2 separate regions of the Macaca mulatta genome follow, and region 2 is linked to region 1. A link is a contact called in public Hi-C data. All regions are on one chromosome and are shown on one strand. Each heading gives the region's core, a stretch centred on a gene start, on an enhancer-like site or on the middle of the called end of the contact. The rest is flanking DNA. Distances are from core to core; before and after follow the strand shown. Region 1 holds the start of ZNF585B (zinc finger protein 585B). Region 2 holds the start of ZNF793 (zinc finger protein 793).

Region 1 (3,465 bases), core at 372-2,871:
AGGTGCCTAGAATAGGTGTATTCATAGAGACAGAAAGTAGAATTGAAGTTACGTACGTATAACCTCGTGAGGTTATATGAGGTACGTGATAAAGCCTCTATACTTAAAACAGTGTACTATTTGTGTGTGGTCAGAGAGACAGACCAAGGGAGGATGATGGGAAATATAGAAGTAAACATCCACAGCCAGGCGCGGTGGCTCACGCCTGTAATCCCAGCACTTTGGTAGGCCGAGATGGGTGGATCACCTGAGGTCAGGAGTTCAAGACCAACCTGGCCAACATGATGAAACCCCGTCTCTACTAAAAATACAAAGAATTCGTTGGGCGTTGTGGCACGCGCCTGTCATCCCAGCTACTCAGGAGGCTGAGGCAGGAGAATCGCTTGAACCTGGGAGGCAGAGGTTGCAGTGAGCCAAGATCGAACCACTGCACTCCAGCCTGGAGCAAAACTCCGTCAAAGAAAGAAAGAGAGAGAGAGGGAGGGAGGGAGGAAGGTCCACATAGATGCTTAGTATTTGATAACGGCAGCAGCTCAAATCACCACAGTCACATCATAAAGTTTTATGCAGCCGGTACACACATAGCAGAAAAAAAAAATGTCATCTCTACAGAATGACATTAATTCTAGAATATATAAAAAAATGGAAAGTATAGAACAGTATAACATAGTTTGTCTAAAAAAAGAAAAGGAAATCAGATTAGACATAAGCATTTGTTTATATGCACTAAAAAAAGAAAAGATAGCAAAAAAGAAGTATTGGAAACGTGAACCGGAAACAATACCTATAGTGGTAACCTATAGTGATTGGGGTGGCGGGGGGAGTGAGACTTGATATGTCTTTTTATACAGTTGCATAGGAAAAACAAACTGGTTTTTAAAAATATACTCTCACAACACTCAATACTTCCAGAATGTTTCATTTCTAACACAAAATATGTGGAGTTTTTCTGACACAGCTTCTCCAACCCTCCCTGCCTGGGTGTCCTACAATTGAATTCAAGTCTGACACTAACCTGAGTCAGCACAGACCTTACAGGTTAATTGCTCAGTCCCACAAGACTGCCCACCTCTTCAGATGCCAATGACAACTACTAAGTCACCTGATTACCAACAACTGTCTAGTTTGCCTGAAAATTAGAGGTTCCCATCATCCCCTTCTTGGATTTGATTCTACCAAACTTTTCAGGGAGAACAAATTCCAATATTTCTCAAACTAATCCAAAAAAATTGAAGGGGAAGGAATTTTTCCAAACTGATTCTGTGAGGCCAGCACCACCCTTATACTAAAACCAGACAAGGACAGAAGAAAGAGAAAACTACAGGCCAAGATCTCTGATAAACACAGATGCAAAAATCCTCAACAAAATACTAGCAAACCAAATCCGATAGCACGTCAAAAAGATTATATACATGATGATCAAGTGGGATTTATCCCAGGGAAGCAAAGATGGTTTAACATATGCAAATTAATACATGCAATACATCACATTAACAGAATGAAGGACAAAAATCATATGGTCATCACAATAGAAACAGAAAAAGCATTTGACAAAATTCAACATCTCTTTGCAATTAAAACAACAACAACAACAAAAAAAACTCCCTGGCCAGGCACAGTGGCTCACGCCTATAATCCCAGCTCTTTGGAGTCTCCCTCTGTCACCAGGCTGGAGTGCTGTGGCTCCATCTCAGCTCCCTGCAACCTCCACGTCCCGGGTTCAAGTGATTCTACTGCCTCAGCCTCCAAAGTAGCTGGGACTACAGGCGTGTGCCACCACACCCAGCTAATTTTTGTATTTTCAGTAGAGACAGGGTTTCACCATGTTGGCTAGGATGGTCTCGATCTCCCCACTGAGATGATCCACCTGCCTCGGCCTCCCAAAGCGTTGGGATTACAGGCGTGAACCACGTGTCTGGCCAAGGCTATTATTATTTTTATTGTTGCTGCCTGCTATAGCCATGCTTGAGGTAGCTAGGGTGGATGCTGATGGAGATTAAGGGGATTAAAATATCTATACCTCCCAAAGCCTCCTACGAGCCATTTCAAAGGGGATGCTTAGACTTCTAACCCCTCTTCCATGGTATCTCCTAGGAGAGGATTGTACTAACCCAACTTCTAACCTATTTCCTAATGTGTTTTCAACTATTAAAAATTGTACCTCCCTTCCTGCAGGATACTATCTATTGTGACATAACTCCCTCTTGCCTAGTGGTTTCACCCAGGAGTGAACTCGGATCCCAATCCACCCTTCTGAGTGGTGTCTCCAAAAAATAGATTGTACGATCCTAATGCCTCCTCTTATCTTCCTTATTTCTCTCAGGATCCCTGGCTTCCTTGTTCCCCCATGGTTTCTTCTAGGGAATCATTGTTTTCTGCAGTGTGCCCTAACCAAGGGCTAACTTAGCTATTATAAATATAACAGCCGGACGCGGTGGCTCACGCCTATAATCCCAGCACTTTGGGAGGCCGAGGTGGGCGGATCATTTGAGGGCAGGAGTTCGAGACCAGCCTGACCAACATGGTGAAACCACGTCTCTACTACAAACACAAAAAATTAGCTGGGTGTAGTGGCGCTTGCCTGTAATCCCAGCTACTCGGGAGGCGGAGGCAGGAGAATCGCTTGAACCTGGGAGGCAGAGGTTGCAGTGAGCCGAGATGGCGCCAGTGCACTCCAGCCTAGGCAAGACTCCGTATTAAAAAAATTAAATAAATACATAAATAAATAAAGCTCCAGATCCTATCTTCAGGAACGTCTTCTTCTTGGGTATAAGCGTGGCCAAACTATGGTAACAGTCTTGCATTCTACGTGAAAATCCTTGCCTTACTCTAGTCAACCCTGCAAGAGGCGGACTCCTCCACTGTACGGAATCGATACGCATCCAAGATGGCGGCCCACACGAATAAACACCATAAGGGCGCGGTTATATTCTCTGCCCGATAGCTCCGATTACGGAAACTGCACGATGTCTCTAAAGATGTGTCTGCGCCCTGTTGACTGTGGGCGGAAATTGCTTCCAAGTTAATTTGGAGCATGCGCAATATCAACAGACCACAAGGGGAAGTGCTAGAAGTCGGACCGGAAGTGGAAGTGGTCCCCGAGGGCTAGTTCGCCGCTGGTGTCAGGAGTATTTTCACGTTTTATTGCCAAGAGGTCTCTGTGATGATTTTGGTTGGTTGCAATTAGGAATTCTGTGAAGTCAGTAATAGAGGAGTTGTCTGTGGAATTAGTGATGGTGGTTTCGGGGCTCGGTGATGGGGGTCTGTGACGTCCGTTGATGGTTGTCTGTGACAGGGATTTCTCGGGTCATTGATGGGCCTCTTTGGGATCAGTGATTGGTGTTTAGGAGTCAGTGAGGGGAGTCTGTGGTCAGTGACTGAGAGCCTGCAGGATCAGCTATGGTGATCGGTGAGGACTGTGATCAGCTTGCTTTCTGACCTGAGTTAAAAGTTCAGTTCTTTCAG
Region 2 (3,465 bases), core at 523-3,022, 220 kb before region 1:
GTAATCCCAGCACTTTGGGAGGCTGAGGCGGGCAGATCACCTGAGGTCTGGAGTTCGAGACCATCCTGGCCAACAAGGTGAAACCCTGTCTCTACTAAAAATACAAAAAATTAGCTGGGTCTGGTGGCACGTGCCTGTAGTCCCAGCTACTCGGGAGGCTGAGGCAGGAGAATTGTTTGAACTCGGGAGGCGGAGGTTGCAGTGAGCCCATATCGCGGCCGCTCCACTCCAGCCTGGTGACAGAGTGAGACTATGTCTCAAAAAAAAAAAAAAGAATAAGAAAGAATGTACTCACCACATTACAAGGAAGCTAGTGTTGCTGGAACTGAGTGACTGAGTTAAAGACAGGGTGAGAAAAATTAGATGAAGTCAGAGGGACAGTCAGGGACCAGATTATGCAGGGCCCTGCAGGTCAAGACAAGGACTTAAGCATTTATCTTGAATAAGATGGGAATCCAGTGGAGAGTGTTGATAAGTGATATGACTGGTTACCCAGAAACGTTTCAGCAGAAGGAAAATTAGTATCTGCTTGTTCTGAAAAGCAGACAGGTATTCAGGAAATAGAGAAAACACCAACGCACCTGGTACATGGCTTTAAGAAGCCCAACAGCCATTCTTTCTCCCTCCTTGCTCTTCTCTTGGGAAATGGCAGTGGCCTCAGATAACTGAGATGGGGAAAAGAACATGAGAAACTAGACTTTTCTTGCAGCATCCAGAATCACCAGTCTAGACTTTTTAGGATTCTCTTTCCTCCTCTTGCAACCTTCCCTCCAATATAGAGAACATAATGGAGACCTAGGAGTTTGTTTACATACAATTTAACTCATGCCTAAATCATTTTCCAATTCCTTAGCTTAACACCAGATGTTCTAGGTTTTACAAATACAGACTCAGAGGAATGTAAGCTTTCACATAAAGACACAGAACTAATAAATAAGAGCACCAAGATCAAATAAAAGAGGACCTGACTCCACAATCCTCCTCTCCAATAAATCAGTGATTCTGAAACTTGGTGGCACATTGATATGACTTGAGCCGGCTTTAAAAGCCTCTCGGTGGCACACAGTCTCTCATTCAATGCCCCACATAATCAGAGTCTGAAAAACTACAGTGCCAACCACCGTCTTACCCACGCCACAGTCAGAGGCCATGGGTATGGACTGTCTCACACGGGCACCCTTTCCCATACCGGCAAGGCTCAGACACCAGGGTATCTATCACAAGCGACAGTCTCACAACCCAGTCACAAAGAGGCCGCGGGTATCGGCCCAACAAGGGGCAGCGAACACTCGCCCGCTCCCCCCCCAACTCACAGCCTCACACTCCACGGTGCCACTGACTCCCTCGCACCCAGTCACACAGGACGTGGACAGGCACACGCGGTGACAGCCTCGCACTACGGTACCAACCTCCACTTGCACCGGAGTCACACAGAGGGCCTGGGACGAGCTTCCGGAGAACCACACGCCACTCCTCAGCCCACTCCCTACCTGCAGAACAGAGCTGGGGGAAGAGCCCGTTCCCGCCCCAAAGGCTTGGGGAATCTTCGCTTGGATCACACCCCTACCCTGAGTTGGATGGAACCCAGCCCCTACGGGCCCGGAAAGAAGCGCCTCAGCTGCCTCGGCCCCCGGAGGACACAAAGGGGCCGCGGGCCCAGCTCCCGCGGGGGCAGCTGGGAAACGTAGTCCGGAGTAGAAAAGGTCGCGGCGCCGTAGGGTCTGGCAGCAACAGGGCAGCTCCGCGCAGGGTTTGTAACACTGCCCCCTCCCCACCAGGTCCTCCCACGCTGGCCTCTTCCCCTGCCTTCCAGAGAGCCCGAAAGTCCGGATTCCCTGCAGCTCCTAGCCTGGCTGGGTCACAGGGACGGGACCCAGCATTACACTACAGTGGCTGGTATGGTAGGCACAAGCGCTCCGTGCACCCCACTTAGCAACCAGGGCGGGGAGTTGAGAACCGCGGGTTGGCCGCAGGGAAAAGGTTTGTGCGTGGGAATGCGCTAGTGGCGCGTCTACTCAAAATGGGTGGGAGGCGAATTCCTAGAATTGTGCTGGATACCCGAAAAAAGTTGGGGGGGGGGCGAGGGTGCGAGGAGATAAACTGCGCAAGCGTACTACACTCCTGGCAGCCTCCCACTGGCTACCCTTGGCCAGGCGCGGTGGCTCACGCCTGAAATCCCAGCACTTTGGGAGGCCGAGGCGGGCAGATCACGAGGTCAGGAGTTCCAGACCAGCCTGACCAACATCGTGGAATCCCGTCTCTAATAAAAATACAAAAGAATTAGCCGGGCGTGGTGGCACGCGCCTGTAGTCCCAGCTACTCAGGAGGCTGAGGCAGGAAAACTGCCTGAACCCGGGAGGCGGAGAGGCGGAGGTTGCAGTGAGCCGACATCACGCCACTGCCCTCCAGCCTGAGCGACAGAGCAAAAGTCCGTCTAAAAAAAAGAAAAGAAAGAAAGAAAAAGAGAAAAAACCGCCAGACCTCAAATGATCCGTCCGCCTTGGCCACCCAAAGTGCTGGGATCACAGGCGTAAGCCACCACGTCCGGCCTATTATCTCTTTATTAAAGGTATTAAGACCGGCCCTGTGCGGCTCTTGCCTGTAACCCCAGCACTTTGTGAGGCCCAGGCGGAGGATCGCTTGAGCTCAGAAGTTTGAGACCAGCCTGGGCAACAGTGAGACCTCATCTCTAAGAATTAAAAAAAAAAAAAAAAAAAAAAATCAGCCAGGCGGGGTGTCCCGTGATTGTAGTCCCAGTTACTCGGAAGGCTGAGGCAGAGAATCGCTTGAGCCCGGGAGTTCGAGGCAGCAGTGAGCCAGCATCGCGCCGCAGCACTCCAGCATGGGTTACAAAGTGAGGCTCTGTCTCAAAAAAAAAAAAAAAAAAAAAAAAGATATTAAGACTAAAGGCATGGAGAAATTAAGTACCTAGTCTGAGATGACACAGCTAGTAAGGCCAAGTCTGTTTAGAATCCAGGCGGATTGGCCACACTACTTTTCGCTCACGATCCCGGGTCATGAAATCCAGTAACACTGTCACTTCGAGAAGTCCAGAAAGAACAAATACATGCAAGGTCAGAATCAAACAGCCACGAGAATATAAAACGCGACCATGGTCACACAAAAGGTCGCATATTCGCACGACCTCAGATGTCACTGGACATGGTCTCTCGCCCGGGAAACCCCAAACTCCAAATTCCATGGCCGAAGTTTCACACATACAGTCACACAACGTCACTCCTCCCTGTTCTAGCCGCTGCCAGGACCTTAAGGCTCCAGCTGACCCGGCCTTCACGGGCACTTGAGCTCTCACCACCTTCACTACGCCGTATTCTAGTCTCAGGTAGAAACCCGAGAAGACGGAACTAAACAGACTGAGCCAGGCTTCCTTCACGGACCCTGCGAACCTGCAGCTCCAGCCCACTGTAAGAAGGAAATGCCTTTTTGCAGGGGGAGAGGGGGGAG

Evidence for each region. Hi-C and Micro-C count contacts between places; a contact is called where the count stands out from the background.
Region 2: a contact with region 1 is called in a Hi-C map of fetal cortex germinal zone, with 5 times the contacts expected there. The contact joins the promoter of ZNF793 here to the promoter of ZNF585B in region 1. A contact is called at or near these places in 2 of 14 Hi-C or Micro-C datasets (blood and fetal cortex germinal zone).

What each region holds. Positions count from the first base shown.
Region 1 is chr19:48,356,458-48,359,922 of T2T-MMU8v2.0, reverse strand. It overlaps ZNF585B (zinc finger protein 585B), which reads left to right and starts at 1,621. Exons shown (of 5, transcript XM_077982393.1): 1 at 1,621-1,650. The region is part of intron 1 of ZNF875 (zinc finger protein 875); the gene reads right to left. All of the region lies in intron 1 of ZNF383 (zinc finger protein 383), which reads right to left. LOC144337446 (a long non-coding RNA gene) reads left to right here and starts at 3,108. Exons shown (of 2, transcript XR_013410609.1): 1 at 3,108-3,465.
Region 2 is chr19:48,575,525-48,578,989 of T2T-MMU8v2.0, reverse strand. It overlaps ZNF793 (zinc finger protein 793), which reads right to left and starts at 1,772. Exons shown (of 7, transcript XM_077982522.1): 1 at 1,314-1,772; 2 at 582-665. The coding sequence starts at 614. The region is part of intron 3 of ZNF569 (zinc finger protein 569); the gene reads left to right.